2 separate regions of the Oryzias latipes genome follow, and region 1 is linked to region 2. The links are chromatin contacts, called in public Hi-C maps. All regions are on one chromosome and are shown on one strand. Each heading gives the region's core, a stretch centred on a gene start, on an enhancer-like site or on the middle of the called end of the contact. The rest is flanking DNA. Distances are from core to core; before and after follow the strand shown.

Region 1 (6,502 bases), core at 3,381-5,880, 170 kb after region 2:
GAGCGTGCTGAGCTGTCTGAAGGGTAGCTACTCCCCTCTTTATCTTCAACCTTTATTGAGAATTGCTAACGGTAATAGATTTCAGTAATGAAATCCCACATTTTTAAACTATTCTGTTGTTTCACAGCAAATGCTCTGAACTTGAGGAGGAGCTGAAAACTGTGCAGAACAACCTGAAGTCTCTGGAGGCTCAGGCAGAGAAGGTAGATCGTCTTATCAAGAGGAACACATTTCTCAATGGGAGCACATTTGTTTGGGGCTCTCAGCACATCTCTGTAATTCTGGTCTTTGTGTGCAACCACAGTACTCGCAGAAGGAAGACAAGTATGAGGAGGAGATCAAGGTTCTTACAGACAAGCTCAAGGAGGTGAGAGCTCCGGAGTCCAGATAAAACAGTTGCTGCCCAAACATGCTGACACTGTACTTCACTTGAAGGACTGTTGCATGCTGGTACTTAAAATGTCGCTAACACCAGACCTGGCTCCTCCTCTCAGGCTGAGACCCGTGCTGAGTTTGCTGAGAGATCAGTCGCCAAGCTTGAGAAGACCATTGATGACCTTGAGGGTATGACATGTTTACACTTGGACAGCATTCACCAGCACTCCTCTAGGAGTGGATGCTAGTTTTTTCAGTAGGCCTGGGTCTCACCACCACAATACTGAATTTTGGTTTAACAAGGTCACTATTCAACTTCCGATTCAATGAGATACACTTTAAAATGGATTTGGTTTTCAAATTGCCAAAACTATTTTGTTTCGTTCGATGAAAACTTGTCAGGCAGATATTTAAACAGAACAAAGGTGAGTTACTAAAAAAAATAAGTAATTCTCACATTAAAAACTAACTGAAAACATTTTTCCCTTAAATGTGTTAGAAATTATTTTATTGATTCATGGATTTGATGAACCTATTGCCTTTTCTATATGAAGATCTATTTAAATAATATTCTTAAACCATTTTATGAATTTATCTAAAGGAAACACGTGAGTTTGAATTCTGGGAGAGGTTTCTTTTTATCACGATAAAGATGAAAATTTGGAGGATTATGGATTTTTCTCAACAGGCTAAAATAAATTCTGTAAGGAACTGTGAAAGGTGATCCACAGCAGTCTGCTTGATAGTCATGGGGGCAACATTTCTGAACGTGGCGCTGTGCGGCGCTCTGCTGTAGTGACTTCAAGGCTAAGCAGTGTTTGCAGGCGGGTGCAGCTTCTCAGTGACTCCTCAGGAATCTGACACAATAACAATTAGCAGCTGTTCACCTGACTTCCCTATTTTTGCCCTGATTTGATTTAATATTTGTTTTAATTTATTTTCTTACCTTTCATTTTCTACATTTTAGGTTCTGTTGCAATTTCCCCCCTCTGACTCCTTTTTGTCTTTTTTTTTGTTTTCAAACTCTCCACTAAATAATAACACAATAGATGAGCTGTATTCCCAGAAGCTGAAGTACAAGGCCATCAGCGAGGAGCTGGACCATGCCCTCAACGACATGACATCCATGTAATTCTCCACATGCCTGACAGTGCTTTGTGCCTTAGATCCTAACTGATGTAGCAATAGCTCCCTCTTGTGGCATGTTTGGGGTGTGTGGATTTATTCTCAGCTCAACTGTAGATTTTTTAAAATTCATCTTTGCTGCTTGATTTACTATGATTTGAAAATAAACCAATGGTGCTCTGACTCTCTGGACTACCTTCTTAGATTTGACTCACCTAGATTTCTTTATATTGGTGTGAGTGTGGCCCTTAACTCTCATTTTCTACATTTTTTTTTTTTTTTTACATGGCTTTATCTTTTTACCCCTTTGATTTCTCCATCCAACACTTTTGCTCTTCTGTTTTCACAGCTAAATGCTTTCACCTTTCACGTCAGAAGCTGGTTGTGTGTCGTCATTTCACTCCCGGGCAGCGCGGCCCATTTTTCGATGTCCTTCGTGTCTGTATTTCTTTACCGCCCTGCCACTCCTGCACATTGGGCCGTCGCTGCCAGCACACACTGCTCCATCACTCGTTCAGACTTTTGGGCCCTTCTGCTTTCTGTAAAATAAACTTTATTCCATCTGTGTCAGCCCTTCCCCTTTCTCTTGCAACCTTTCTTTATTTGCATTTGTCCAACTGCTTTTTTGTTTTCATTTGTCTTTTGTGTTTTAATTTATTTTGAGTAGCTTTTGAATAAAATCTGGAGCTCCTATCCCATTTTACTGTTCCTTCTTCTGTTTGTGAGGACATTGATACAAGTCCTCACAGTAGGTGATGAACTGATAATGGGATTTTTAGTGTATCCAGCGTTAAGGAGGCTTTTTAAAGCACATTCTCTGGAATTTTCTGACCAAAATATGTCAACTGTTAAGTTTCAGCCTGTACATTTATATAAGGAGGTCCATTGAAATGGACTAGAATTAAATGTTCGGATGCCCTCAACACTTCTTGATCCCAGATATAATAAGGAAATAAGAAATATAAAATGTTTCACGATTTTATCTTTCTAAAGAATTACAGTAACTCTAAAGGATGGAAAATATATTCGTAATGATTTTTAGGACGATCATATAGACTTTTCTATTACCTTTTTTAATGCTTCTTTTTTATAAAGCAGGGGTAAAGTAGGTGTCAGACTTTTCTAGAAGGTCAATCCTTAAGTGACTGCACCCTGAGGCATTGAGCTTTAGACACTTGAATCCACTTCAGAACTGCTGACCTTTTGCCTTTAAATGGCTTCACGGAGGCCGTTTTCATCGGACACTTCTTCAGAGCAATGTTAACCCATTGTGCACTGTTTGTACTAACCTGCCGTCTGTCTTTTTCCCTTTTTCTCCTGCTTTCTGACTGTCAAGATCATCTATACAAGCAACTTGAGAAAAACCGTCTCCTTACCAATGAACTGAGAGTAGCCTTAAATGAAGCATAGCCCGAAGAGGGGATTGTGTTCAGCGACTTAAAAACGACATGGAAAGTAGAGTCTACAACCTCAAAAGTCAATGACAATTTCTTCCCAACTTTCTCTGGTTTGAAATGAGAAGCCTGTGTGCTTATGAAAGCGTGTCACACTTAAGGCATGAGGATCTGGCCGCCACGTTTCCAGTAACCTTGAAGTCTGCTACAATTAAATGACAAAGATACAAGCTATTGAGTACTTTCTCCTAACGTGAAATGTTCAAGAACCCGGGGACACGTTTTACTGAACAACAGACCCAACTTACTGCATTCCACTGAAAGAATGAGAGTTTAGTGGGACTTCTGTGTAGCCAAATAATCAGGAAATACAAAATTATTGATCGACGTCTCTGTAGATTGTCTGATTTGGAATGTTAAAGTAGCACTTCATTGCCGAGCACTAGTTTGAAACCTGTCAGAAGGAAAATCTTGCAGGAAATCCTTTGGACTTGGTTCAGTTCTGCTTTTGTTTTGATCCAATGAACAAAGATAATGTGAAACTCCACATGAAAGGGAAACAAACAGATCCTGTTTGTGTGTAGGAGGACAACAGTAACAGCTGTTCTTATCCGATTTGGTTTACTTATAAAAAATAACAATTTGTAGTTTTGCCTTGCCTGTTGTGAATTTATTAATATTTTCAAAACGTGAAGGGATGATAAAAATATTCTCTGCATCGTTTGCTAGTCTTTGATGTGACTGGCTAGGACACAAGGTCCTCGGAGGTCGTGGGACATGGGAGAAGGTCTAAGCTAGTGGTCTCCAGCTCTGGTCCCCTGGAGCTTCTGCCTTGCTCATTTTTCAGATAACAGAGACTTGGCTGGTCCTGATTGGGTGAATCAAATGTTTCCAGACTGATAAACAAAACATGCTCGATTCAGGTAATCAGAACTAGATGAAACTTTATTTATCTCACGATGGGGAAATTCTTTAAATGTGAATGTGTGTGGTGGCTCTGGAGGTCACTGCATAAAGCAGGATGCTGGATCTAGCTAATGAAAAAACCAAAAGTTTTTACTCCCCACATTTTTTCAGATGTTCTTAACATGATTTGTTCCCATGAACAGCTGATACAGATAATATACAGATAATATTAGGGGGTGGAATACATGGAAAACATGCAAGACACACAGGCCCTTGAGGCCTGGTGTTCCCCACTCCTGCTCTACACAAAGTAGCGAGAAAAAGTGCAGCTCAAATACAGTTTGCCTGTTTCTGTCAAGTTCAACTTTTATTTGAGTGAAATGGTTTACACGGTTATTTTAGGTAATTTGCACTTTTTTGCTGGAAGCATGTTGCACATTGTCATTCATATGAAGCCATACATACTGTTGTGACTAAATAACAAGTTTTTTTTTATTTATGTTTCAATGTCACTGTCAGTTTGTACTGTCACATACACTTAGTGTCTAGTGTTTTTGTTTTTTCATAGATTTTCCATTCTTTTATGGCACAGTTGAGATGTTTTTTGTCATTTCCTGGAATTGTATCAACAAATATATCAATAAAGATCTATGTAAAATGTTTCATGGTTTTGTGTTTAAAAACAAGCAAAAGTACTTAGCAAAGAACAACACATAAGAATGTATGCCCTTACATACTGAGAGCCCAAGTTAAGTCAACTACCCTCGTCTGCGCACTGCAGTCTCTGAAGTCGTTGCAACACCCCTCCTCGCCACACGCGGCGCTGTAGTTTTTGCGCAGGATGGAATGATGCATATACACAAGTAAAAGTTAGCTAACCAGCTGGAAATCCAACCTCATGAGAGCGAAACATGACTGAAAATCAGGAGTTTAACGAGCCTTTACACGACAGTAAGGCTGCATACGTACTTAGCAATGTTGCTGAAGTGGTTGAGAGAATCTTGACTTTTGTACCGACAAAATCGCTGTTCCGGATTGCGAGGTAAAGAAAAACATTTATATGCTAAGCTAATAACCTTTCTAATGGTTAGCCGTCGAATGAAAGTGAAACAGAATTTTTTTCCTCCCAATAATGATCTTAGTTTGGAGGATCCTTAACTTTAACGGAATAGTTTTTATTTTAGTTTTTATTTGAATCAGATTATATACTTGAGGATCTATATGGCGTTTTGCTAAAACTATAAACAGAGCAGGTGACTGACGGATCCGCTGTTGCTCCTAGTGTGTGCAGGTTGTGGAGGAACTGCGCTCGCAGAGTCCTCAGGACTCAGCAGCAGCTGGCATGGGTGTCGGTCTGTGGACCTTCCACCACAGAGGCTCATTCCCTCTGCAGCTCCCTGTCTGAAGAGGTGGAGGTAAACCAAATCGCTCAACCGAATGGGTTTCTTTTTTTCATAAACATTGAAAAGTTCAGGGGGGGGGGTTATCCTCGAAAAGGACACGCCCCCTGAAAACCAGAGAGCCTAAGTATGATTGTTATTTACATGACATTTATATTTAGTCATATGTTTCAAGCAACCTGCCTAATTTTCATTGCAGTTTTACCTTAAACTACTCAATCAATCCCTATATTTTTAGAGCACATTTCATCAACATGCTGAAGAAAACAAGGCACTTAACATAAAAGACATATATAAATATAGGTTAAAACAATGAAAAGTCAGTAAACACATTAAATTAAAAGGAACGTCAATCAAAAGACGAACATAAAATGGAAGGAAACACTGTGGTTAATGGTTTAGATTAAAAGAAAGGGTAAAAACGTGTGAAGAACCAATGAAGAACCATAAAAGCCACTTAAATAGCTAAATAAATAGGTTAAATGTAAAGTTAAAAAGATGTCTTTAAATTACATATTAAACTCTCAGATCTTCTGGTAAAATAAACCACAGATGAGGACCATGGAACTAAAAGGAGGCCTTATCGTCAGTCCTGGTTCCCAACATGGGAATTTTTCAGAGAGCAGAACCCGATGAAGGTCCAAATCCATCAAGATGTTTAAAAACTAGAAGGAGAATCTTAAAATCAAGCCTGAAGCTGACAGGCAGTCGGTGCAGGGATTTTAAGACAGGAGTCATGTGGGCTCTCTTCTTCAGATCAGTTACTGTAATTTCTATGCTTTCAGAATATATTTAATCAACTTTTTTTCTAGTCTTTTGCAATGTGACATGTTCTGAAAGTTTTATGAAAGAATTAAGACGCATCAATATTGTTCGACCTGAATTTTGCATCTTCTCATTTTCAGAAAGTCTTTCTCCTCCCCAAAACAGTTCTGGCTATGGTGGATTCTGCTACACTTAATGAGCAAGTTTATTGTTACAGACAAAACAAAGGTTGGTATTTGCATTCTGTGTGTTCATTTCTAGTTTCCATACATCAGAAAATCTACGTTTTTGCCCAGAACTTTTTGGCGTACTTCATTTTTAAATGGGATATTGATGAAATGTCCTTTTTTTTGTGTGTTTTAACTGCTTCATTTGGTGCAAAACAAAGACTGCTTTATAGTTTTCAGTAGCCACTGTTTACTTTACAGTATTTCTGACACCATGTTGGTTCAGGCTCTTTTTGTGTGTCAGAAAACGGATGGTCTTTAAAAACAGCTGAAACGGTAAAGTAGATACAATTAGTGAGAGACAGCTGAT
Region 2 (6,072 bases), core at 396-2,895:
CTTCTGCCACCCGGACCAGAACCTGGACCAGGACCCGAGTCCTTGTCTGAGTTGAGGAGTTTGCAGGTTGACAGATGGAGGGGCGAGGTGGACCTTTGAGGGGGAGTTCAGGTGACACTACGACTGGTTGTGAGCTGATGGAGGACCGTGAGCACTTGGTGCCTGGGACATGTCTCTGCCGATGATTTCGTTCACTGCAGGAAAAAGACAGAAAAACAACAATTTAAACTGTTTCTACTAAAAAATGATCATTTTTTGACTAATGTAAATATTCTTGAGCTCTATGCATGGGTCATAAATGCACCCTACCTTTCAAGACATCATATTTTCAATTAGTAAATGTTATTTTAATCATTTTAATCAAAGTCCCACTCTGATCATCTCTTGATCTACTGTAAAAATGTTCCCAGTGGTTTTTAAATTATGATTATGCCGTTTTAAGCCAATATTAAAAATGCTGTGTTGTTTTCTAGGACTTAGTTTCTGCAGAGCAGCAGGAGTTCATTAGAAATTCAACTCTGAGTTGTGGGCGAGACCCCATTGCAGCGTGGAGCAGGGAGCTCGCTAATCTTCTACGTCACAAATACAACTCTTTTCAAAAGTTATTTTTTTAATCTGCTCCTGATTCACAACAATTTGAATAAACAAATACTCAGAAATGCAAGTTTGAGCTTAATTTTCTTTACACGTGCCAGAAAAATGCCAAAAGAACATGTTGATCCACCAAAAACACCCTTTTCATTGGAGCGGGTCTTTAACAATGAGTTTATACCATGGCACTGTCGTATTACGTCAAGGTTTGACAAGTTAACTGGTTAAAGTTAAGAGTTTGGACCAATGATAATCATGATTTGATTCACTCTGAGTTTATAATCAACTTTTACATCCACAAAAATAAAGATAATACAGATTTATTTCTTTGTCGGCTCTCTTCCGTGAAATCATCTTGAAGCAATGTGCAGTTGTGTCCAGCAGAGGGCAGTGGCGTTCCACACCGACTTCTCAGAAATGGACAAAATGTCAACATGGAGAAGCTGAAGGACTTCTGCACCACTAAGTCGCTGTTGTGTCGTGATTATTCAACAGCTTCCACCAACACTGAGGGACTCTTGCTGAAGTGTGTGGAGCTCACAGGAGTGACCGTCCTTTACTCCATCAAAGCTTGAACCATTTTGCTGCTTCACTTGACCTGGTGAGCAATCTTCTTTTCAACCAGTAAAGTTGATCCCAAAGAGGCATTTAAACAAATAAGAGTCGTCTCTATGAGAGTTGCAGCTCCCCCCCCCCCCCCCCTCTTTCAGGCCGCCTGCATGGTTGTTTTACAGCACTCACAGTGGGACCACAAGAAACACAGCAGGGAGCTCGTAAAGACTGCAGCCGTGAAGGAGATCAACAAAAATGACTTTGACGCGGTGAGGAAGACATGAGGGCAGAAAGACAGAGGAAACCTTTTTTTTTTTTTAAATGTTTTATTAGAAATGTATGGAAAATCTAGTTTCCACTAAAACACGTGGGGGCTCAGCTTTTGTCTGGGGAGCCGGGGCTTCATGTGGTTTTCCCTAAAAGTGACGATTAAAGGTCAGGCGTGCACAAACGAGGCGGGCCAACTGGTTTGGGGAGGGCGTAGCACAGACCTGTGGCCTAGTCTGGGGACTGGGAGGCTTCCAGAAAGACCTGTCTGTACATGACAGTCCACATGTGAGCTAGGACCTTCCCCAGAACAGAACAAACAAATACAGTGGTGGACAAAATTGTTGGAACCCCTCAGTTGAAGAAAGAAAGTCCACAATGCTCACTGAAATGACTTGAAACGTTCAAAAGTAACAATAAATTAAAATTGATTGAAAATTAAATAATCAAAATCAGCCATTACTTTTGAGTTGTTAACATAATTATTTAAAAAAACAAACTAATGAAATAGGGCTGGACAAAAATGATGGTACCCAATAACTAATTGTCCAGGGGGTCATGATGAACTCAGGTATGTCCTTTGATTGACATCACAGCTGTTTTCAAAGCCATAATCAGTCAGTCTGCCTATTTAAAGGGAGACAAATAGTCATGTTTCTATTTGGTGAAAAGGTGTGGACCACACTGAACATGGACAACAGAAAGCGAGGAGAGAATTGTCCCAGGACATTAGAAACAAAATTATAGACAAACATGGTAAAGGTAAAGGCTAAAAAACCATCTCTAAGCAGCTTGAAGTTCCTGTGACGACAGTGGAACAGATTATTCAGACGTTTAAGACCCACGGGACAGTAGCCAACCTCCCTGGACGTGACTGGAAGAAGAAAATTGATGACAAATTGAGGAGACGGATAGTTGGAACAGTATCCCAAATAGCCCAGAACAATTAATAATTAGACATTAAAGGTGAACTCCTAGATCAAGGTACATCAGTGTCAGATCGCACCATTCGTCATTGTTTGAGCCAGAGTGGACTTCATGGGAGACGACCAAGGAGCACACCACTGTTGAAAGGAAATCATAAAAAAGCCAGACTGGAATTTGCAAAAATGCATGTTGACAAGCCACAAAGCTTCTGGGAAAATGTCCTTTGGACAGATGAGACAAAACTGGAGCTTTTTAGTGAGGCACATCAGCTCGTAGACAAAAATAAAGCATACAACAAAAAGAACACTGTCCCCACTGTGAAACATGGATTGAAGTGGTGCAAGGTAAAATGAAATCTCCAGATTATCAAGGCATTCTGGATAGAAATGTGCTGCTTAGTGTCAGAAAGCTTGGTCTCAGTCGCAGGTCATGGGTCTTCCAACAGGACAACCATCCAAAACACACAGCCAAAAAAAACCCAAGAATGGCTCAGAGAAAAGCATTGGACTATTCTGAAGTGGCCTTCTATGAGCCCAGATCTGAATCCCATTGAGCATCTGTGGAAGGAGCTGAAACATGCCATTTGGAGAAGACACCCGTCAAACAACTGGAGCAGTTTGCTCATGAGGAGTGGGCCAAAATACATGTGGACAGGTGCAGAAGGCTCATTGAGAAATGCAGAAACCGTTCAATTGCAGTGATGGCCTCAAAAGATTGTACAAGAAAATATTAAGTCATTAGGTACCATCATTTTTGTCCAGCCCTATTTCATTAGTTTGTTTTTTTAAATAATTCTGTTAATCAACAACTCAAAAGTAATGGCTGATTTTGATTATTTAATTTTCTATCAATTTTAATTTGTTACTTTTGAACGTTTCAAGTCATTTCAGTCAGCATTGTGGACTTTCTTTCTTTCTTTAACTGAGGGTTACCAACAGTTTTGTCCTCCACTGTATGTTACTGTAACTCAGGGGAGGGGGGTGAGTCAGTCAGTCCATGAGCAACTGAACCCAGCTGGGTGTATTTTGATGGGAAATGGAAATCTTATGTTAATTTAAAAATCATTAGAAAAAAAGCTTCAAACCGGAGTTAATTATCAGCCCTCCTTCATTATTAGATTATAACAACTGTATATATTTAGTTTACAATTACATTTATTGTAAACAAATTCAAATACAACTGACTCAAAGTAGCTTTTCTTCAATGATTTATTGGAGAAAGGTTTGATTCAGAGCTCTAACTTGAATTATTTCCTTTTTCTGCTGCTTGCTTTTGTGTCTGGCCACCATCACTCGCATCATCCTGTTAGCGTGGGAGGCTTTTCCTTTTCCATGTCAACCATCTTCACCTACGCCGTCAAGCTGACACCACGCGCACACCAAGGCGGCTGCGGCCCGACAAACGCTTCTACCTTTACATGCGCAGTGCAGCGCCAGGGTGGAGCTTTAGGACGGGCGCTGATCCACTTTGTCACGCAACTCAAGTGTGAAAAAGAAAGAAAGGACGGCGACATCTCTGCTGAGGCCTGCGACCTTTTGAAAGACGAGAGACGCAGCTGGGCTCAGAGCAAACAGTGACTTACAGCTGTTAACAGAGCAGCTGTACCGATAAGAGCTCCGCTTTTGTGCATGTTCCACGTCACTAACAGACAAGTAAGCATTTGAAATTGGTTTGATGAACTTTACTGTCCTAAAGTGATTAAAAAACTCAGGGGTTTGTAGCTTCTAGAGCATGTGAGAAGCTCCCTGTGCAGCTCTGTTTACCTTTGGGTGTCAAATACCACAGAAATAGGCGCAACATGGAGTGAAGTGCGACACACTGACATTAAGTGGGCGTCTGCAGAAACATATCACCTTCCGCTGAACTGATTAGATTTGTGCAGAGGCAAACATTAACTTGTGGACGGATAAATAACTGCGAGGGAGGGAGGAGGACGGACGGACGGACGGAGGGAGGGCAGTCAAACAGAAGAAAGGAGAGAAAAAAGGGGGGGTCAAAAAGCTGCTGCTCAATGGAGTTCGGCCTTATTGTGACTCATATCAATCTGATTCACACGGTTTTCTCCGAAAGATGCAGCAGCAGAGATTTCCCTGCACGATTCGTCAGACTGACAACGCAAAGAAAAACTGTTCCAAATATGAAAAATAAAAATGTTAATCGAAGAAAATGCACACCGTCAGCGGATGACTTCCTGCTTTAAAAAACATAAAAATCTGTCTGTAAAGTGATGCATAAAATAAACAAATACAGCTTGAGATAAACTTTTTTTTTTAAGAGTCGGATTCCTTGAAGGTCGAAGGTCAAGAAAAACTATATTAGTGTTGATTTTCTTTCTTAAAGAGGGTGACTGTTATATTCTGAGCTCCACACATCAATACTTCAGAAGTGAAAGAGAGGTTTGAGTGGCGCGCAGCTTCTGACGGGTTTCATATGCCGATAGTGTTTTCTCGGGTTTACTGCTATTATTCATGACGGTGCAACAGAAAGCCGGTGATTCAGCGCTGCCTGCCGTAGTAACTGTGGCTCTGAATGTCTCAGCCGGAGGGAGATCCTCTTAAGATGACTGGGAGGGGGGCTCCCTAGCCAAAATATACATAAGGCAGTCAGTGAACTACTGTTACTACTCCAACTACTTCAAGTGGTCGTAGGCTGTTATCTGATTTCTCTGCCATCGAGGACTTCCTATTCTCTGCGTAGTTTAGGCATATGGAAACAAAAAAAAAGACGAAGACTGTAAGCAAATAATTACCCAATGATGTTCATTATTGAATAGAAACCTTAGAAAAATCCCTTCACTGCATATCATTGATTTTTCTTTTTTTTTTAAGTCATCACACTTCAGGGTTCATCCTCATACATTTCCATAATGATGACATCACACAAAATTTCTGAGAGACGGATAAGATGAACAGAAATGATCCTAACCCTCCACGACAAACAACCCCGTCCCCTGACTTTAGAAGGCAGAACTCTGGCAGAGCGGTTTAAGCAAACGGATTCAAAATCCAGAAAATGAAGACAGGACGCCTCAACGGAAAGGTTTAGGGGAAAAGGAATAAGAAAGACTTGTGTTGCCTGGAATATGAAGACAGAGTTTCCACCGTGCATGGCATGCACACATTTTCACAAAACGTTGAGGGTGTAAAGTAAAGTAAAAAAAAAACGCGATGGAAATGGAGGGTCACTTCATGGAAGTTGTAGCTCCATCCTCCAGACATACAGGAAAGAGAATTCACTTCAATTTCACTTCTGGAGAAAACGAGAAAGAGGACGAGAGCGCGAAGAGAGAGACTGGTCATGAAGTTGGTTTCTCAAAGTCGCTGGTTTGAGTGAATCATCTGTGGATTCCCGTTTCGTGTGACAGTGGGTGATTCACAGGTGATTTACAGGAGTCGCAGGCTTATATGTAGGGCACTTTTCTCTGCAGATGCCCGGAGGACTCCACTTTGACAAAGAAGTCACAGAAGCAGACCTACCAACTAACAGTAGAGGTTCAGAATGATCGGCATAAAAGCTGCAAGAATACATTTCTGTCACGCAGAAAAACTATTCTGCAAAAAAAAATATTTATATATAAATCCTTTGCTGTGTGAACGTTTGATGAGTTAAGAACCTACTCCAGTGAAAATAGAGTTTTTTAACATTTTCTTGTGGCTTTTTTCTCATTGTGAAGGACATATATAAGTAAAAATGAAGCTTCAAATTTTCATTTTTGAATATTCTTTATTGAAATGG

Evidence for each region. Hi-C and Micro-C count contacts between places; a contact is called where the count stands out from the background.
Region 1: a contact with region 2 is called in a Hi-C map of embryo, with 2.3 times the contacts expected there. The contact joins the promoter of fbxo22 here to the enhancer-like site in region 2. A contact is called at or near these places in 2 of 5 Hi-C or Micro-C datasets (embryo and gastrula embryo).

The regions. Positions count from the first base shown.
Region 1 is chr3:26,471,662-26,478,163 of ASM223467v1, forward strand. It overlaps fbxo22 (F-box only protein 22), which reads left to right and starts at 4,631. Exons shown (of 7, transcript XM_004067277.4): 1 at 4,631-4,842; 2 at 5,083-5,215; 3 at 6,106-6,193. The coding sequence starts at 4,712. It overlaps LOC101164789 (tropomyosin alpha-1 chain), which reads left to right. Exons shown (of 9, transcript XM_023953571.1): 5 at 1-23; 6 at 128-203; 7 at 305-367; 8 at 495-564; 9 at 2,837-3,121. The coding sequence ends at 2,910.
Region 2 is chr3:26,304,061-26,310,132 of ASM223467v1, forward strand. nfatc3 (nuclear factor of activated T-cells, cytoplasmic 3) reads right to left here. Exons shown (of 10, transcript XM_004067396.4): 10 at 1-194. The coding sequence ends at 118. Among protein-coding and RNA genes, the nearest start is that of LOC101173047, 31 kb to the left of the region's middle. Within about 2 kb of position 1,646, at least 6 of the 8 cell types and tissues checked have an H3K27ac peak or open chromatin away from gene starts, as enhancers often do. A contact at or near this core is called in embryo and gastrula embryo, where this site is marked.